3 separate regions of the Mus musculus genome follow, and all the other regions are linked to region 2. The links are chromatin contacts, called in public Hi-C maps. All regions are on one chromosome and are shown on one strand. Each heading gives the region's core, a stretch centred on a gene start, on an enhancer-like site or on the middle of the called end of the contact. The rest is flanking DNA. Distances are from core to core; before and after follow the strand shown.

What was found. Hi-C and Micro-C count contacts between places; a contact is called where the count stands out from the background.
Region 1: a contact with region 2 is called in a Hi-C map of uterus, with 4 times the contacts expected there. The contact joins two enhancer-like sites. A contact is called at or near these places in 2 of 484 Hi-C or Micro-C datasets (cerebellum and uterus).
Region 3: a contact with region 2 is called in a Hi-C map of cerebral cortex, with 8 times the contacts expected there. The contact joins two enhancer-like sites. A contact is called at or near these places in 1 of 484 Hi-C or Micro-C datasets (cerebral cortex) and 1 of 115 datasets of contacts at active chromatin or transcription factors (fibro-adipogenic progenitors).

The regions. Positions count from the first base shown.
Region 1 is chr4:13,264,230-13,266,929 of GRCm38.p6, reverse strand. No RefSeq gene overlaps it. Among named protein-coding and RNA genes, the nearest start is that of Gm46880, 17 kb to the left of the region's middle. Within about 2 kb of position 1,354, at least 37 of the 459 cell types and tissues checked have an H3K27ac peak or open chromatin away from gene starts, as enhancers often do. A contact at or near this core is called in uterus, where this site is marked.
Region 2 is chr4:13,831,678-13,834,377 of GRCm38.p6, reverse strand. The region is part of intron 1 of Runx1t1 (RUNX1 translocation partner 1); the gene reads right to left. Among named protein-coding and RNA genes, the nearest start is that of Runx1t1, 48 kb to the right of the region's middle. Within about 2 kb of position 1,262, at least 75 of the 459 cell types and tissues checked have an H3K27ac peak or open chromatin away from gene starts, as enhancers often do. A contact at or near this core is called in cerebral cortex and uterus, where this site is marked.
Region 3 is chr4:13,205,818-13,208,517 of GRCm38.p6, reverse strand. No RefSeq gene overlaps it. Among named protein-coding and RNA genes, the nearest start is that of Gm46880, 75 kb to the left of the region's middle. Within about 2 kb of position 1,432, at least 59 of the 459 cell types and tissues checked have an H3K27ac peak or open chromatin away from gene starts, as enhancers often do. A contact at or near this core is called in cerebral cortex, where this site is marked.

The DNA.
Region 1 (2,700 bases), core at 105-2,604, 570 kb after region 2:
AGATGCTTAGATTGACACACTTTTAAAGATAAATCCACAATAAAAAAAGACTCTGTTTATACAAGTAAGTAGCTATCGTTGCTATATCCCTTTTCCAGGTGGGCACATAGAGGTTTGAAGTGATGTAATAAGTTGAAACTGGTCACACAAAGCAACAGATAAGGCTGGGGTTTAAACTCAGCCTCACTGACCTACAGTGTATTGTTAACTGTTATTCCAGCATTCTTCCCCAGATGGTGAGAAGAGTGTACTCATTGCACATTAGCAACTTGTAAGTACTTAGTAAATTAATGATGAGACTGTGACATAATGAGTCTCTTGGCAGTTGCTAGGTGACCACCTGGCATCTCCCTGCCCTCCCATCTCCCTGCCAACTCCAGTCTCATCTTCTGAAACTAGATCATTTTCTTTCCTTGTTTCTTCAGCAGTTTCCTCTTCCTGATTTGTGTGAACAATGGTCACTTGAGATTCTGGAAGAGGGCCCTTCTTTGACTCTTGACTTACATCATTTATTCCATATTAAGTGAGTATGCATATTATAGATGACACTATAAGAGACAGTGAGAAACATAGCTTACATCATGGAGTACTTACACCAATGGAAATACCTCTTTTATATTACTTGTGCTGATAGTTATTCAAAATTAATTTGAAAAGTTAGAGAAAAGGATTTGGATGGTTGAGGTTCAAGGAACTTAAGAAAATGAATCTCACTTCAAATATGTTAAAAGTCCATATAAAAAAGAATTTTCACTGATTGATATTTGACTAAATTAAAACACAGCTGAACTCTTCAGCATGGCTTAAGGGGAAAAAAAAAGTGGAATTAATACAGACGCCAAGGACAAAACTATCTGGTACTGGGTGTCTCCATGTCAGGGAAAGAATGCCAGACTGCTTCCATTAGTCTCACACGCCCTTCCCTCCACCCCTCCTGGAGGAAAACGTCAGCCCGTGGCACTTCCTGGCACAACAGGCAACTATGATATTTCAGTGTGCTTTGACTTTTGATGCTCCTTTAACTCAATGACCACCAGTGCTGACCAGGGCTGCATTAAGCAAGTCTAGCCTGCCCAAGAGAAATTTCTTTCATTCATCAACAGATAAGGAGTTTTGGCAACCCTCTCAGGGGAACAAAAGGAAGAACACACACACACACACACACACACACACACACACACACACAGAGAGAGAGAGAGAGAGAGAGATTGCCCTATAATACAGAAGAGCCCACAGGAAAGGGGCCAGAGAAAGATTGAAGGGAGCTTTAAGGAGTACAGGGTAGACAGGGAGTCGGCTATCAGAATTAAACACGATGAAGTCCAGAGCCCCTCTCAGTCTCTACCTGCTTCTTCTCAGTGTCACCCTGGGCTGAGCACTTGATACAAAACAGATCTCCAGAAGTATTCCAGTAACTCCACAGGACCACCAGGGCAAAAACAAAAACATTCAGGGCTTGACACTTACCAGGGCAACTTGCCAAGCTTATCACATGTGAAAAGATCTGCTAAGAGAGAGGCATCTTGTTCAGAGGCTGGGTGCTAAGTCTCTGAAAACCAAAGGGCATTTTCCTTTCTGAGGAGCAGGCTAGGAGGTCAGGAGTAGCATTTCTCTATGAACTGCCAGAAAAGGCAATTACTGACTTTATTAACATAAAGGTTGGAGGAGAAGCTGAAAGGTGTGCAGTGGGGGGAGGTGGCAGGGGAACGAGAAAAGACCTACTGGGGACACTGGAATGGCCAGTTGCCAGGATAGCTCCCACATTCTTCTGGTCAAGCTCTTCTGCATTCTGGCTTTGAGGGGATTTTGACAGCAGCCGAAAGCTTGTCCCAGGCACATTTTTCTCTCCCTGTAATCTTCATGGGAGTTGCAGCATCTTCTAATGCCTTCTTCACAGACATGATTCCAAGCCTCTTACATGTCTCTTTCCCACGAGGTCACCATAAACTATCCCCCCCCCCAAGGTTTACCATCGTCCTTTTGTAGATAAGAACATTGAGGCTTATCTGTAGGATGTAGCTGGTGCTCAACAAAGCAGGAATTTAAATGTGTGTCTTATGGAATCTTCAGACATGGAAACAAGGCTTCTCAGAGACTCCTAGCTCAGGCTTCTCTGTTGACTAAACAATCATTTTGTCTCCAAGCTTTTCTTGTCCCATGATGCCATCTTATTTGCCTTTAGATTTCCCATTTCTCAGATAAGACTCCCCTCAGTATTGTGCTTCTTAGTTACAGTTACTGTCACTGTGATAAAACACCATGACCAAAAGCAACTTGAGTGAGGAAAGATTTTTGTCTCACTCACTCTTTATTACAGTTTCATGGAAGGCAGGCAGGGCAGGAACCTGGAGGCTGGAAGTGATGTAGAGGCCACAGCAGAGTGCTACTTCCCAGCTAGCTTCTCGTGGCTTGCTCAGCCTGCTCTCTCATAATACCAGACAAAGAGTGAGACCACACACAATGGTCTGTCTCCCCCCACCCCATGTCAATCATTAATTAAGAAAATTCTTTAGAGTGTTTCTACAGCCCAATCACATAGAGGCATTTTCTCAAGTCCCTTCTCTCTTTTCAAAGGACTCAAGTTAGATATGTCAAGTTGAGATAAAACTAGCCAGTGGGTGCATGAAAATTCTAGTAAATGTGGTTCTAAGTTGAAAATGTTACCTTGGGAAGGAGACTATGCTGCAAGAAGAACATGTT
Region 2 (2,700 bases), core at 13-2,512:
TCCTGTTCCACAATTTCCCCCACACCCATGGCCTCGCAAATAATTCCCAAATTTCCTTAAGAGTCAGATACTAAGAGCTGAAAAGATGGCTCAGTGGTTAAGAGGACATACTGAGATCAATTCACAGCACCTATGTGCTTGCTCACAATCACTTTTAACTCCAGTTCTAAGAGGTCCAATACCCTCTCTGACATCCTAAGGCTAGTGCACACACACACGGTGCTCTCTCTCTCTCTCTCTCTCTCTCACACACACACACACACACACACACACACACACACGGTACACATACATACACATAAAATTAAAATAAGTAAAAAAAATTAAAGTCAATGAAACTAAACAGTCAAATTACTGTTATTATAATCCCAAACCTAGCTTATTTTCTTCAAAGAAACTTGCTATGGCACCTCTCATGACGCATGCTTGTAATCCCATCACTTGGCAAACGAAGGCAAAGAGAAACAGGAGTTCAAGGACAGCTTGAAATACTAAGCTTGTATCTCAAACAAACAAAAGCAGTTTTCTACCTAGGCCTGGTAGCATACACCAGGAATTTCAGCACTTGAGAGGCAGAGACAGAGGGATTGCTTTAAATCTGAAGCCATTCTGGTCTAAACTCATGAAAGCTACTTAGTAATACCCTGCGTCAAAAAAAAAGAAAAAAAAAAAGCATTTTCATAAAAAGGAGAGTGCAACAAAAACAGGGCATTTTAAAAGCTCAAATAATGTTGATCCTATTTTAGGGATGATGTAATACCATCATCTACAGCCTAGTAAGTATATTTTGCTTCATAATTGAGTCAGCAGTATCAGGCTCTGTGTCTTCTTCTCTACCATTGGTTTAATAACACTGAATAATCCCAGTTCAAGAGAAGTATCCCGAGGGACATGTTGGCGGCAACACCAACACAAATACAACTTACTCCAGACTTTATCTTACTGCAAAAACCATGTCTTTATACTGCTATCCCAGGGCACGCAACCACCAGCTTCAGTAATCCCTTATTTCAGAAAAATAAACAATTTGGGCGGGCTTCAAACTGCTCCTTTGATAAATCTACGGCATGTCTACTCTCCTCAATCAACCTCGGCAAGAGGAGAATAAAGTTTTCCGCTTATGCTGCAGCTGAGGGAAGAGGTACAGCAGCGAACATGGGCTCCCTAAATAAAGGCAAATACTTCTGTCATGCCAAGAAAGGAAGGAGGGAGGGAGGCTTGCCAGAGTCTGCTGGAAGATAACAGTGGGAACTGCTGGTCCATCTGGCTTTCATTCTGCTAACACTCACAGGGAACCAAGAGGGAAGGCAGGCCAGATCCACAGAGCACGTGGCTGAACAGACCGAAAAGGCAAGAGCAGAGGGGGAGGGGGAAATGGGAAGCATGAAAAAAAAACATCAATGAAGCAATAGAAAGAAAGAAAAAGGAGAAACAAGGAAAGAACAAAACAAGGAGAAAGACCCCAAAGGGAGAAACGCTCTCAGAAGCTCCATTTACTAAAGAAGGATCTACCAGCCCGGCCAGTCACCCACCTCAGATGACAAGAATACCTAACTTGAGAAAGTTCACTTAAGTCCTCTGTCCTTTTAAGTACTTACACCAAGAAAAAAAGATACAATATAAAGCCCACCATGGGCTTCTTCTTCAAATGTAAGAGTTAGATTTCTGCTGAAGATAATCTTTGGTATTTCTAGCTCTGTTCAGTTCTAGAAAGATGTTGGACATACTCATAGCTTTAACTGAGAAACATTTTCCACATCAGCCTGGACCACACCTGTAACGTAATGCCTTTACAGAATATCATGATCAAAACAAGTATGAGGGTTTTTTTTTGTGTTAATGTCATCAGTATTTTAAGAGAAAGAACTAGCAATCAATACACGGAAGGAAACCACGAGTTCAAACAGGAATAGACACAGTCTGACCTGATCTATGTGTACATGTGCATATGTAGGATTTCGACATTAGCCAAATTTCTGTGACGGTTGGCTTCTCTGATCAAATGGTTCCAACCCAGAGGCCCTACAAACTACGACAAAGTGGGACCATATGTAAGTCATTCTCTTCTGCTCGACACAATCACCCAGGATAGTGATAGATGAAGAAGTCATCAGCCGGCCTAATCCATGCACACAGAAACGTTCTGCAGCACAGAGATTTAAGATAAATTTGGACAATATGTTTCAAGTATGTGGAGCTCTGTTGCATTTGTTTGGGATTATTTTTTTCCAATGTTTTTGAAATATATATTCTTGAAACTATATAGCAAACAGCACAAGAGCGATGACTTAACCAGAGAAGCACTTCACCCTATTTCAAATTAGAGGACATGCTTAAACCAACATGAGGTTAGAATGTATCACAAGTACCTTTTTTAAGTTAATGAAGATTATACTTTCCTGGTATATCCTTTCTGTTTTTCAGTTGCTAGAAGACAACTTGTGATACTTATTGAAAGAGTGACACAGAAAGGGAGGAAAGAAAAAGACGGATGGAGAAAGGGAAAGAAAAGGCTGAAAAGAAGGTCTGGAAGGTAGGTAAAATAAGGCCTTTACCTCAAATGATTCACGCAGCTTCCAGACAAGACTATCTTCCCTGTGTAGTAACATTCTTCTCACTTGGCAAATATCCAGCACATGTGTACCAAAGATGGTGGCGCATGGAAAAACTTACTTATGGCATAGAAAAATGTATTACTGA
Region 3 (2,700 bases), core at 183-2,682, 630 kb after region 2:
CATTTTTCTTGGTTTCCTTACCTGGTACATGGGTCCAAGAAGAAGCCTAAAATACAGAGAGCAGAGGTTTGAGGTACTCAGCTTTGAGGTTTGGTAAAGTCTTATTGTGTTGTACAATCCTGTAGTGTTATCAGACAATATTCTAGTTCTATTAATTTTCTTTAAAAATCTCCTCATCACTGTGAGTCAGGGCTAGCCCCCTGTGTACACTAATGAAAAAAAAAAAGCCTTTAACTTAACATGCACGTTACTTCATAGTCTGCTTTATATCACTCTTGCTTTCTTTGAGTCTACAGCAAAGCCTCCTGGGTTGACACTCTGTTCTTTCAGCATCTACCAGAGTGCCTCGAACATAGGAGAGACACTCCATTAATGTTTGTTAAATAAGCATAGGCAATATAGCATATACCCAGAAATGTAATATTTTGGGGAAAATATAGCAATTATTAAATATACCTTTACTCCTTCTAGGAAAGGAACATTTTGTACAAATTAAAGTTTTACCTTTTTCACATACCATTATAACAGTTGCAACTACAAAGTGCAGAAAATGTCATTTCAGTGCCATTACCACCCCACTCTCTGTCATGAGATACCCCTATGAGACACCAGGTTTAACCTAGAATCCAGCAAGAAGGAAGGGGGACCATCACGGATGGTCAGATTTCTCAGAAAAGCTGAAGGGGTCTGTATTCAGTCAACATGCCCACAATAATCTCCAGATACTGTCTGGCAACAAATTTAGAATTTCCAGAGCTGAAATGTTGGTTTGCTTAGCCATAAATATTACTTTGACGAAAGGCAGTCCTGATGCTGCTTCCCACTCTTTCCCTTTGATAAGCGCATGACCATGGTGTGTATTTCCATAGGAACCCAGGACATATGACCTTTCTAGAAACATCCAGAGAGTTAAAGCAATTTATTCAACAATTTATAGCAACATAAAGAGAGTTGCCCAGATTTAATGTAGAAAGCATTTATATGTATATGTTGGGGTGGAGGAGAGAGAGAGAGAGAGAGAGAGAGAGAGAGAGAGAGAGAGAGAGAGAGAGAAAGGAGATTTTTATTCAAATCTCGAGAGTAATCCAACAGCTTTGTGAGAGAAAGAGCTCCTTTTCATGTCAACGAGTTCTGAATTCTCAAGTTTGGGCACAGAGCCCATCCTGTGATATGTTAACTAAAAGAAAAAATGTCTTTTCAGGCATCTGCCTTCCTTTTTCTCCATTTCCATAGCAAGCTGTTTCAAGGTGCTTCATGAAAAGCTTCTCAAATCCAATGTGCTCCAAAAGCCACAAGTTTGATGGCTGATGAAAGAGTCCCAGAGAGTTTTTGCATCTCTTCTTTAGCAAAGATCTTGAAAAGCCAACTGACTGGGAAAGAACACGATTCATCCTGCGCAGACGCTGTTGAGTGTCTCACCGGCACGCTGGCTCTGCATTTACAGCGTTGCCTATTCATCAGCTCTCTGCAAGCTGCACGGACTGTTTGCAGGAGGCAGAGAAAAACTGAGTCATGAGAAATCTCATACTGAACTTTCTTTCATTTATGGAAATTGTGAGTTTAAATGTTACAAATAGTCACACTTCTGCTCACATTACGTGAAAACACATACAGTGTAAGTCCTTTACTATACAGAACTCCCTGGAAATGAGTGATTCTGAACAGCTGAATATTCCAGATGGCTTGAGGCTGTTTAACCCAATAAATCCCAGCTACTTAAAATGTAGCAGATATCTCTGAAACAGACTACACTTTGGTCTGTCTAAAAACTTTTAGGAATCACACTTAGAGATTAGTCAAATTTATAACGCATTTTTTTCATGAGTATACACAATCTTCAATGCACTTAGAACAGTGGTGTTTGCAGATGGACTCAGGAAATAGTGGACTGTGTCGTTTCATTTCTTTGACTCTGTTAATGTTCCTTAAAAAGTCCTTGCTTCTTTAATTTTTATTTCCAATTAACACTGTATTAGAAATAATGGGCAAACCTTGGACCATTTGACTACTTCAAAACAGAAAACAGTCAGGCATCGTGACTGGATGTGCACACTCTATGTTAATGTAAAACAGTGTAAACAGCAGATGCAAAAGGATTGTGAAACAATACTCAGTGCCTACTACATTGGGCACATAAGACATTTCCACAGTGATCCATCAACATCTGTACAGAACTTTTTGTGTGTTTGAATGTCTGTTCCTTCCTCTGAGTCTATTGCAATTGCCTGGACAATTCGGTTGCTTTTTGGGTGATGCCCTGTGCTTATCAGAGTGAGTGACATTCAGTAGATATAAAAGTATATGTTTAAAAATGAAGTGGCCACCTCTTCAGCACTAAGTCTGCCTGCATCTCGCCATGCCCATCTTCATGACAATAATGGACTAAACCTCTGAAACACTAAGCAATCCCTAACTAAGTGTTTTTCTTAGTAAAAGTTGCTGTGGTAGAGGTGCCTTTTCACAGCAATAGAACACACTAAGATAGTCCCCTAAGATTCTACCACTGATGATCAGTTAGATTTTCTGTTTTGACCCAGAAGGTATATTCCTCTGCTCTAACTGTGGCATAGTTAACAAACATGCCATTAGTGTGATTATTTCTTCTATGGACAATTTCAACCTGGTAGATGGAAACAAACCTTTGGAGTGGAAAATGCAGGGTTAAAGCCTGGCTCCCACTTCCATGTAGTCTTGTGACTT